Linked DNA regions of Mus musculus: all the other regions are linked to region 4. A link is a contact called in public promoter capture Hi-C and targeted proximity ligation data. All regions are on one chromosome and are shown on one strand. The core of a region is the stretch at or near the end of the contact, and the rest is flanking DNA. Distances in the headings are between cores, read along the strand shown. Region 1 overlaps Spindoc (spindlin interactor and repressor of chromatin binding). Region 2 holds the start of Fermt3 (fermitin family member 3). Region 3 overlaps Rtn3 (reticulon 3). Region 4 holds the start of Cox8a (cytochrome c oxidase subunit 8A).

The links. Promoter capture Hi-C pulls out the DNA fragments that hold promoters and counts their contacts.
Region 1: a contact with region 4 is called in a promoter capture Hi-C map of embryonic stem cells, with 3 times the contacts expected there. A contact is called at or near these places in 12 of 39 promoter capture datasets (the SN4741 cell line, cranial neural crest, embryonic stem cells and 7 more), 8 of 484 Hi-C or Micro-C datasets (the 4T1 cell line, the 63-12 cell line, CD8 T cells and 5 more), 15 of 130 datasets of targeted methods (the 230-238 cell line, the SCID.adh cell line, craniofacial prominence and 9 more) and 4 of 9 other capture datasets (adipose tissue, embryonic stem cells, liver and 1 more).
Region 2: a promoter capture Hi-C map of liver shows a contact between it and region 4. A contact is called at or near these places in 12 of 39 promoter capture datasets (the C10 cell line, the HPC-7 cell line, cranial neural crest and 8 more), 2 of 484 Hi-C or Micro-C datasets (B cells and bone marrow-derived macrophages), 20 of 130 datasets of targeted methods (the NIH/3T3 cell line, the SCID.adh cell line, bone marrow-derived macrophages and 11 more) and 4 of 9 other capture datasets (adipose tissue, embryonic stem cells, liver and 1 more).
Region 3: a contact with region 4 is called in a targeted proximity ligation map of bone marrow-derived macrophages, with 2.8 times the contacts expected there. A contact is called at or near these places in 21 of 39 promoter capture datasets (the 3T3-L1 cell line, 3T3-L1-derived adipocytes, the C10 cell line and 11 more), 9 of 484 Hi-C or Micro-C datasets (B cells, bone marrow-derived macrophages, embryonic fibroblasts and 5 more), 27 of 130 datasets of targeted methods (the 230-238 cell line, the HPC-7 cell line, the NIH/3T3 cell line and 18 more) and 4 of 9 other capture datasets (adipose tissue, embryonic stem cells, liver and 1 more).

What each region holds. Positions count from the first base shown.
Region 1 is chr19:7,368,352-7,371,051 of GRCm38.p6, forward strand. The region is part of intron 5 of Spindoc (spindlin interactor and repressor of chromatin binding); the gene reads right to left. Among named protein-coding and RNA genes, the nearest start is that of 1700105P06Rik, 13 kb to the right of the region's middle.
Region 2 is chr19:7,018,213-7,020,912 of GRCm38.p6, forward strand. Fermt3 (fermitin family member 3) reads right to left here and starts at 1,257. Exons shown (of 15, transcript NM_153795.2): 1 at 1,066-1,257; 2 at 454-627. The coding sequence starts at 613. It overlaps Stip1 (stress-induced phosphoprotein 1), which reads right to left. Exons shown (of 14, transcript NM_016737.2): 14 at 2,484-2,700.
Region 3 is chr19:7,437,174-7,439,930 of GRCm38.p6, forward strand. All of the region lies in intron 3 of Rtn3 (reticulon 3), which reads right to left. Among named protein-coding and RNA genes, the nearest start is that of Mir6991, 16 kb to the left of the region's middle.
Region 4 is chr19:7,216,238-7,218,937 of GRCm38.p6, forward strand. Cox8a (cytochrome c oxidase subunit 8A) reads right to left here and starts at 1,379. Exons shown (of 2, transcript NM_007750.2): 1 at 1,162-1,379. The coding sequence starts at 1,275.

The DNA of each region.
Region 1 (2,700 bases), core at 25-2,524, 150 kb after region 4:
ATCTGGTCATGGGAGGCATGACCAGAACTGGCAAAAGCCTAGCAAAACTTAGCAAAGACATCAAATTTTATTTAGCTCATGTAGGCAAGACCAATAAAACCTCTGAAAACAATGAAATAGTGAACAAATTCAGAATAAGTCAGTAAGAACAATAGATTAAGCATTCGAAAAACTTGAAAACCCTTAACACTAAAAAATGGAGAACCAAATTACACCAGAGACTACTGCAAGGAACCCACAGCCAGGCAGTGACTCATCATCTTTTCTTCTTTTTTAAGATTTATTTAGTTATTTTATGCATGTAAGTACACTGTTCCTGTCTTCAGACACACCAGAAGAAGGCATCAGATCCCATTATGGATGGGTGTGAGCCACCATGTGGTTGCTGGGAATTGAACTCAGGACTTCTAGAAGATCAGTCAGTGCTCTTAACCACTGAGCCATCTCTCAAGCCCAGTGACTCAAATCTTTAATTGCAGCACTCAGGAGGCACACACCTTTAATCCCAACACTTGGAAGGCAGGCACATAAGGATCACAATGATTTAAATTAAAAATCCACTTGTAAAAGGCAGCTTGAGAGCTGGGCGTGGTGGTGCACACCTTTAATCCCAGCACTCAGGAGGCAGAGGCAGGTGGATTTCTGAGTTCCAGGCCAGCCTGGTCTACAGAGTGAGCTCCAGGACAGCCAGGGTTACATAGAGAAACCCTGTCTCGAAAACAAAACAAAAAACTTAAAGCTGGCTGTGGATTTGAAGCACGGCTCTCTCCTTTAAACCCAGGAATGCTTGTTAAAGGAAAATCTAAAATCTCTGTCCCATATCAGAAGAACCACCTGATACGAGACAGAGGAAAACAAAAAAATAAAGGCCACTAATCTCATAACCTTTGTTTGACTTTTAACTTTTCTGGCCAGGCAGTGGTGGCACACACCTTTAATCCCAGCACTTGGGAGGCAGAGGCAGGCGGATTTCTGAGTTCCAGGCCAGCCTGGTCTACAGAGTGAGTTCCAGGATAGCCAGGGCTACACAGAGAAACCCTGTCTCGGAAAACAAAAAAGCAAGCTTTTCTGAAGGTATAAATATTATCTCAAAACCTGTAAGATTATTATGTAGTAGTTATACAGAACACTAATTCTGGAAATAAGTTTTGTAGCCTCCCTCAGCCTTGAAGCAGGCTGATCCAGACTTTGACCTTGCTGCCACTAAGGAGGAGATTACCTAGGGTCTACGCCTTCTGACCTGGATGGCTCTATTTGCTCTTCTCCAAGACTCTGCTTCCTGCAGAAAGGTCCGTGAGATGTTCCAGAGACACACCCTGTAGATCGCCTATGGGCTGGCTCCAGGCACCAAGAATGGGCTGGTGGGGGATGGGCCTACCCTCTTTATAAATACAGATTCAGTAAACTTCGAAGGCTTTGAACAGAAAGGTTTGTCTTGGCCTCATTCTTTTCTCACTGTCTGATCTCTTTCAGCCCCAGCCTGCCTTTCAGGGGAACCCAGTTCAAGTGGTTGCAGGCCGCTACAAATTTGATCTAGCTTCCTTTGTGTGCTTGCAGGTTGGAGTCTGAAACAGGTTAACTAGAAACAAAGTTTGTGTACTTAATAGATTGTGATGCGCAAGACATTCAAACTACTGAGTTCATAGGACACTGACATGAAGTTTTACATAATTTTTTAATACAAAATACTTAATCTTAAGACTCCCAAAAATAGCTGGGCGTGGTGGCGCACGCCTTTAATCCCAGCACTCGGGAGGCAGAGGCAGGCCGATTTCTGAGTTCCAGGCCAGCCTGGTCTACAGAGTGAGTTCCAGGACAGCCAGAGCTATACAGAGAAACTCTGTTTCGAAAAAACCAAAAAAAAAAAAAAAATAAAATAAAATAAAAAAGACTCCCAAATATAATCAAACTGAACTTTGTGAAATGCCTGGCAGAACTAGCTTCAGTACTATAAATAGTGTTACTGTGATAAAGTTAAATTCTTTCCTTTTTATTAGACAAAAAAGGGGGAAATGTTTCAGAATTATGCTCTGAACCCTGAGACTATTTACAGAAAACAAAACAAAACAAAACAAAACAACTGTCTAATTGTGGTGTGGCTTAGCCTTAGCACAAACCTATAATCCAAAAGCTTTCTGTTTATTGTAAACAAGATTAAATAAAGTTAACCATAGGTCAAGAGGTGAAGCAAGCAACCAAGTGATGTGACAGGGAGCGAAGCTAGGAAACTACCACAGAATAAGAAGTCAGGAGGATGGACCCAGGCACACAGGAAGGAGAAGGGAGGGACACTCACTTGGGGGAGGGGTTGCAACAGTGTGGAGATGGAGAGCTTTCCTTTTGGGATGTATATTCTCTCTCTCTCTCTCTCTCTCTCTCTGATCTCATCTAGCAGGCTTTCACTCCCAAGTCTGAATTGGTAAAATCAAACAATTTGTTAAAAACAACATACTGGGGACTGGAGAGATGGCTCACTGGTTAAGAGCACTGACTGTTCTTCCAGAGGTCCTGAGTTCAATTCCCAGCAACCACATGGTGGCTCACAACCATCTGCAATGGGATCCGATGCCCTCTCTTCTGGTGTGTCTGAAGAGAGTAACAGTGTATTCCCATATATAAAATAAATAAATCTTAAAACAAACAAAGAAACAGAAAACCCACCCACCATACTATTCTAGGTGCTGAGGACATAAAAGTGAG
Region 2 (2,700 bases), core at 7-2,506, 200 kb before region 4:
CTCTCATTCTCTGCTGGTAAAGTTGATGAGAAGCCTCATGGGGCCTTCTGGGTGACTGATATCGCCCTAGCCTACTCTGCCGTAACTTCCTGTGGGGGCAGGGCCTCTCACCCACTGTCAGCAGCCTGCCAAGTGGTTTGCTGGGGAGGAAATTTAGGAGAGTAGGTGCCAGGTCCCCAGGAACCTCCTAGCCATCCCTCAGGAACATAATAAGCCTCGGCACAGGCAAGACACACAGGGGACCATGTTGTCTGTCTCTTGGAGACTAGACAGAACCAGTAGGAGCTGGAGGAAGTATGGAGAGGGGAAGTTGAAGAAATACCTTCTTTGGAACCAAATAATTAAAGACTGTTGCCTGAGTCACTGTGACAAGGTTATGAGTAGAGGCGAGAATGGCCTAGAAAAGCCAGGGAGAGCTGTCATGACTGGATACATAGGGTCACGGGGACTCACTGATTTCCTCCACGATCTTCAGAAGTACCCCACCAATGTGCGACTCCCCCGTGACTCGGAGTGTGACAGACTGGGCCTCAGGGTCCTCCTCGCCCACAAACACCCTCAGCTCCCAGGAAGAGTCGATATAGTCCCCGGAGGCTGTCTTCATACCCGCCATGGCTGCGGCTGTTTCTGCTGAGACAAGGTGAGTAGACAGTGGGCTGCCTAGAAATAAGCAGGAGTCCTAGGGTACCCTGGGTAGGTGGGTAGGCTTTGGGGACACTGGTACAGAGAGCTACTGTGATCCAGTCAATATAAAACCCTCTTACTATCCTAAGTGTTTGGGCTGAAGAGACAGTTCCTTAGAGTCCACGTTGTCCTGCCAATTCAGGTTTCACAGGTGGGGACACCAAGGCCCAATACTCATTGTAAAGTACCCTGCTAGGTACCAGAACAGGTCAACTCTCCTACTCACAGTTCTGCCAGGCCCACCTATCTCAGAAACAAGTCCTGGCCCACAGCTCACAGCCAGTACTCTAACCCAAGCCTCTAGGGTGGTGGCAAGTGTGGCTGCTCTGCACAGAATGGCGGAGCAGGGGACAAGTGAGTCCTCCTGGGTCTTTCACTTACCTAGCCTGCAACGGGCTGCAGCTGCAGGTGGCAGTGGGACACCTGTTACCCTGGTCTGGCCTGGTCCTGCTCAGTTGCTTCCTTCAGAGGTCAGCCTGTAGTGGCCTTATCATGAAAGTTGTACTAGTCCCTCCCCAGGGCGGGCTGTTGCTGGGTACAGGAAGCACACTGCCAGCACGCAGAGGGCTCCACGGGGCCCTTGCTTTTGTTACCACAGGAAATGAGGGAAGAACAGTGCTGGGGTGACACCACAAAGTTCTCTTTACCCCACCCCCAGGCATCTACTGGTTGCACCTCCAGCCTGCTTTTTTCTTTTATTATTATTTTTTGTTGTTGTTCAAGACAGGGTTTCTCTGTATAGCCCTGGCTGTCTTGGAACTCACTCTGTAGACAAGGCTGGCCTCGAACTCAGAAATCCACCTGGCCCTGGTGGTGCTGGGTGCGCCACCACTGCCCGGCTCCAGCCTGCTCTTAGTGGGACTGTCTACAGTCAGCAGTGAAGTCCTTCCCACCTTTAAACAGGACTTGTTTCCAAACCTACCAGCCTTAAATCTGTCCAGTGACATGCTAGAGCCTCTCTGCCTCATAAAACCTCAATGTGATTTCCTCCAGGACCCTTTATCCCGTCTCTTTAGAGGGTTCTGGTGGTCCAACAGCCTCATGTCCATGCCAGGCACTGGGATGCAAATTGCTCTAAGGAACTGAGCAGGAACGTAGACTTTTCAGGGCAGCAGCCTACCATTAATGGACGTGGTTTTTTCTTTTTTCAGAAAGGGTTTCTGTGTAGCCTTGGCTGTCCCAGAACTCACTCTGCAGACCAGGCTGGCCTTGAACTCAGAGATCTGCCTGCTCTGCCCCAAGTGCTGGGATTAAGGGTATGTGCCAACCTCTCCTCCCAAGGTAAGGCTTTTTAAGTGTGACTAGGAGAGGCTGCTCTGAGGAGTCCTGGGGTTGGGACAGGAAGCTAGTTTAGGCTAACGTAAGACATAGTACAGCCTGGTGCTGGACTCAGCATCTTGCTAGCCCAGGAAGCAGTCTTTTGGGAGCAAATGAGGAAGTTCAGTGTTGGTCACAGTGTGGGAGGAAGATAGTGGTGTGGAGCTCAGGATTGGAGCAGCAGGAGCTGTTGTCAGTATTAGTCTCAGGCCTGCTTTCTGACCCACCTTGAGTCTAGGTTAGGTTCTAGTGTTGACCTAGCAGGTTCACTCTAAGACTGCACTGCACAGAACATCAACCCAAAGCTGATCAGAATGCAGGTAGGTCATCAGTTGTTGAGCGACACTTCCACCTAGTGGCCACCCTGACAAAGCAAACAGCTCACTCTTCAGCGACCTTTCTTTCAAGGCCATCAAGAAAAGGCTTTGTGTTGGCTTCCAATTCAGCACTACTGTGTCTTAAGAGAAGAAAGTCACTGGAGACCGTAGCAACATATAACCACGCCTGACTGGCTTCTTTATTGAGGAGGGACGTGGGTAAGAACAGGTGAAGACAGCTGGGACCCTAGGTTGGGAAGAACACCCTCCCCTCCCCGTATGCACCCACTGCCCCAAATAAAAAATAACCAACTATGGGGGAGCAGCCGAGACAGTGACGGGGAGGCTAGGACTGGGCAGGGAAGGACACTCGGATTGAGGG
Region 3 (2,757 bases), core at 83-2,582, 220 kb after region 4:
TTTGTTTTGTTTTGTTTTGAGACAGGGTCTTTTCTCTCTCCTCTCTCTTCTCTCTCTCCCCCTCTCCCCCTCTCCCCCTCCCTCCCTCCCTCCCTCCCTCCCTCCCTCCCTCCCTCCCTCCCTCCCTCTCTCTCTCTCTCTCTCAGCTAAAAACCCAAGTGGCTGGGTACACCTTGAGGGATTTTTTTCATTTGAAGTGAGAAGACCCACTTTTAATCCAGATCTTTTGTTTGTTTTGTCTTGTTTTTCTGGACAGGGTTTCTCTGTGTAGCTCTGGCTGTCCTAGAACTCACTCTAACTAGGCTGGCTTTGAACTCACAGAGATCTACCTGCTTCTGCCTCCTGAGTTCTAGATCTTTTGAGATGGGAAGATCCACCTTTCATCTGGGCCATACCTTCTGCTGGCAGCCTATATAAAGGGCACAGAAGAAGGAAGCTTTTGTTCTCTGCCTGCTTGGTCTCACTGGCAAGTCTATTCCTTTACTGACATTAGAGCCTACTTCTTTGAGATTCTGATGAATACTGAAGACCAGCTAAGATATCTAATCCAGACTCATGGTCTGAACAACTACTGCATTCTTGAACTTTCTGTTGATAGTCTACTTATTGTTAGACCAGATGGACTACAGCAGATAAACCATTCTAATAAATCCCGTATATATTTGTATGTACATACATATATTTTTCCATCCTATAAGTTGTTTTTCTAGAGGATCCTAATACAGTGGTCATACATTTTTTTAAATTTAAGGTTTAAAAAAAGATGCTTACATGCAAAAATGGGCTTATTTATAATCTTGAGCAGTTACCACTCCTTCAGAAAGTTCATTATAAACAAAAAGTCAATGGGCTGGAGAGATGGTTCAGTTTAAGAGTGACTGCAATTCTGAGGGACCAGAGTTTGATTTGCAGTACCCACATCAGACAGTTCACAATTGCCTGTATCTCCAGCTCCAGAGGATCTGATTCTTCTTCTGGCCTCTACAGGGACTTATACATATAGCAGATACAGATACAAGTGAAAGCCTAAAACAAACTACTACAGTAGTTTGTGCCAAAACAAGACATTTATCTCATGCAAAATACAACTTAAAAAAAAAAAGCATTAGCACAGGAAATAGGGCCAGACAACATCTTTAAGTGATTTTCAATGATGAAGCTCTAACTTCAGTTATATTGATATGTACACAACAGTATGATTTAATGTATATTTACATGCTAAAGTGTCATACTCATCTCTGAGATGAAAACAACAACAGAACCTAGATCTCACTATAATTCAAGTACAGTGCATGCTATGTCAGCACAGCAGGAGCCTTGAGTTCCTCTTGCTATCTGAACTTCCCTTTTCAGGACATTGCCCTGTTGCTGCTGCAAGACAAAAAAGAAAACATACTAAGGAGAGCCCAGGTAAGTGTGCTTACAGAAACCCATGCTCAATCCTCACCAAATCCAGGGAGCATTTTATATTCCTGTTTTGTTTAGTTTTGTTTAAAAATCCAACATACATTTATTTATTTATTTAGTGCTGCACGATTGGGCATGCATTTATGAGCATACCTGTGTGTGTGCTACCAAACACTTTCAAGGGTTGGTGCTTATTAGAAGCTGACCCCTCCCATTTCTGCCTTCACTACTGATTTTAATATGGGTTAAATAATAACAGGGCCTTTATTCTCCCTACTGTTAAGTTTCTGGACTTGTTTCCAAAAGTCTTGGTATTTGTATTTCTCAGGTAAAATGAGATTTATGTTCCTACTGTACAGACTGTTTTTCAAATCATTAGACCACAAATAACTCCTTCAAACTAGGTCTACCTGACTTGAAAAACAAGGCTTTCTGAAATTGGCAGCCCATAATGATGTTAAAAATGTAACAATGCGTTTATGCTAAATGCTAGTCCGAAAAGTTCCATTTCTGTTAAGCTTTGCTTGCTTGCAAAGGTCATAAAATACCTTTACAAGAGTCTGTCCACTATAGCTGGGGTCACTTGCTCACTTCTGGTCCCAAGGAGAGCAGGTAGCCTGGCTATTACTGAAAATTCTTGCCTTGCTCATTTTCATCTCTGCTGAGTGTTTGGAGCTCCAGTCCGACACAGTAACAGTGTTCTCCTTAAATCATATAGGTTCTGGCCATGAACTCAGGTCAGGTTTGGGAGCAGCTGCCTTTCCTTCTGAGTCATCTCAATAGTATTCCTCTAACTGGAATGTTGCTTCATAAACTTAGTGAAAATCTGCTTTCCACAAATTATATATATTGATATACTAGTTCCATGCCATTAAATCAAAGAGTAGTAGAACCAATGGAATCTTTCATACCAAAAGGATTTTTACTTTTAAATACCTGTATTACTATCATTTATGTTTTCTTCAATCATCCACATTTACATGTTTTGGGTAAAATCTTTCAAAGAGAATTTTTTTAAAAATATTTATTTATTACATGTAAATACACTGTAGCTGTCTCCCGACACATTACAGATGGCTATGAGCCACCATGTGGGTGCTGGGAATTGAACTCAGGACCTCTGGAAGAGCAGTCAGTGCTCTTAACCGCTGAGCCCTCTCTCTAGCCCCAAAGAAAATTTTAAAATAGGAAAAAACCTCAAGAAACCAATATATCTAAAATTTGTAGTTATATATTAATCTTAATATCACTATAACATGTAGAGTAGCTTGGTTTTTTGTTTTTTGAAGACAGGGTTTCTCTGTATAGCCCCGGCTGTCCTCGAACTCAGAAATCCCCCTGCCTCTGCCT
Region 4 (2,700 bases), core at 129-2,628:
GTTTTTGTTGTTTGTTGTCTACACAGAGACAGGGTTTCTCTGTGTAGCCCTGGCTGTCCTGGAACTCACTCAGTAGACCAGGCTGGCCTTGAACTCAGAGATCCACAGCTTCTATAGCATAAGTGCTGGATTATAGGCGTGTGCCACACTGCCCTGCTGGGGTTTTGTATCTTTTAAAGATGTGTTTTATCTATATTTGTATGATGCATGTGTGTGAGCACAGGTATGTGTTTGCATGCTTACCCAAGGTCAGGACGGGATGTCAGATGCGTTGGAGCTGGAGTTACAAGCTTGTTATATGGGTGCTGGAACCTGAACCAGTCTTCATGAGGCTATGCACCAAACGCCATCTTTCCAGCCCCCAGACTCTTGTTTTTGAGACAGAGTCTCAGTATGTTGCCCAAGCTGGCCTGAATTCCCGAGCTCTGTTTTCATGCCTCAACCTCCCACTAAATGGGCGTAAGAGAGGGCATGGCTTGGTTGTCACTGTTTCTTCAGTGGCAGTGCTTTGGTTCTACCCCTAATTCAATGCCCAGATATCTGGATTCATGACCCATTGTCACTTAAAACAGAAGAGCTCCAAAAAAGGGAGGGATGGGGGGGCCTAGGCTGCGGTGTAGTATTAAGAAAGTGCTTGCCTAACACAAAGTCCCGGGCTTGATCCCCAGCACCACATAAACCACAAGTGATGGCACAGGCCTGTTATCCCAGCACTAAAGAGATTATCGCTTCAAAGTCAAATGTGGTCAGCCTGGGCTACAAGAGACCCTGCCTCATGTTTTTAAACTAATGTTTTAAAAGTAAAAATTGTCCTAGTATCTAAATGCTCCTACATCTCTGGGAATGTAGACCTGGTGAACTCTGCAGCCCTCCTTAATAATAAAATGTAGCAGTAACAACCATGACGTCGCTGCCAGTTACCAGGCATGCCCTCCCCTGCGGTGGGGGGGGGGGGGGAATGGAAGGAGAGACGGGTTTAGAGAGGCCGAACAGAGTAAACAAACTAGCGGGCTGACCTGACATCCAGGAACTTGGGAAAAATACCTAGGGCTTAGGAGCAGCCGAGCGACTGTCTCATCCATGCCTTGAGGACAGGCCTAAGCCAATGTCGCAGGCTACCACAGTTCGCCCACCTCCCCGCTCCCGGTCCGTCCCGCTCACCAGGACCCCGAGCTGCTCCCGCGCCGGCTTCGAGTGGACCTGAGCCCGCGGCACCATGAGCCGCCGGGCCGAGCCGGTCAGGCTCCTCAGCAGCAGTGGCGTCAGGACAGACATGACGGCGCGGAACGACCACGGACGAGGACCAGTCCAAGGTCAGGGAGTCAAGATGGCCGAACCAGCCGGAAGTTCCGGCGCTGAAGTTGCCGGACGCCCGAGCCGGAAGTATTTCGGAAATGACGTCGGGACAAGCCCCCTCGCCCGCCTGGGCTGTTTTTGGCGCGCTCCTCGAAACAACCAACCGACATCATCCTACACAGATGGGAGGAGAAATGAGACACCTTTGCTCCCACCTCCACTTTCTTCGAGAGTGACACGCATAGCCACCCAATCACACAAGCTACAAGTCTATTGACTCCTTGGCTCCTCCCTCCATTCATTTAACTAGGATCCTCTCTCTGCCAGCACTGTACTAGTGACTCCAGCTCGCCACCAGTAAGCCTCTAGTTTTAAAAACATAGTTTTACTTTATGAGTGTTTTGTCAGCATGTTCATCTGTGTATGCAGAACGCAGAGAGGCCAAAAGAGGGTGTTGGATCCTCTGGAACTGGAGTTCAGGCAATAGTGAGTAATCTTGTGGATGCTGGGAACTGAACTGAACTGGACCTCTGCAAGAGCAGCGAGTGCTTCTAAGCGCTGAGCTCTCTCTCCAGCCCCGAGACTCCTGTCATTTACTGTTATCCTCTCAGAAACCCGTTTCCACATAACTGGTAACTGTTCTCAACTTCTGCTTTCCTCCTTTTGTGTGTGTTAGGACAGTTTTGTTTTGTTTTGTTTTGTTCTCTGTTTTTCGAGACAGGGTTTCTCTCTGTAGCCCTGGCTGTCCTGGAACTCACTCTGTAGACTAGGCTGTCCTTGAACTCAGAAATCCGCCTGCCTCTGCCTCCCGAGTGCTGGGATTAAAGGCATGCGCCACCACGCCCGGCCAGTTTTGGTTTTTTAAGGTCTCCAGTAGCCCAGGCTGTCCTAAAACCGTGTAGATGAGAATGACCTTGAACTTTTCTGCTTCTATTCCTATGTTCCATGCCTTGTTGCCTCTCTTCTTTCTCTTCTTTATCCCCTGTCTCCCTTCTGCCTTTATTCTTTCTGTTCCTTTCTCCTCTCTCCTTCCTTCTTGTTTTACTAGACAAATACCTGATCAAGTGGTTCCCCATTGCTTTCTTTAAAAAAATATTTATGTATGTGATTACACTGTGTCTATACAGATGGTTGTGAGTCTTCATGTCACTGTTGGGATCTGAATTTTTAAGACCTCTGCTTGCTCCGGTCAGCTCTGCTCGCTCCTGTAAACTCAGTCCCTGCTTGCTCTGGCACAAAGATTTATTTATTATTAATACATAAGTACACTGTAGCTGACTTCAGATGCACCAGAAGAGGGCCTCCAATGGGATTTGAACTCAGGACCTTCGGAAGAGCAGTAAGTGCTCTTATCCACTGAGCCATCTTGCCAGCCCTCCCCATTGCTTTCTAGACAAGGCCCGG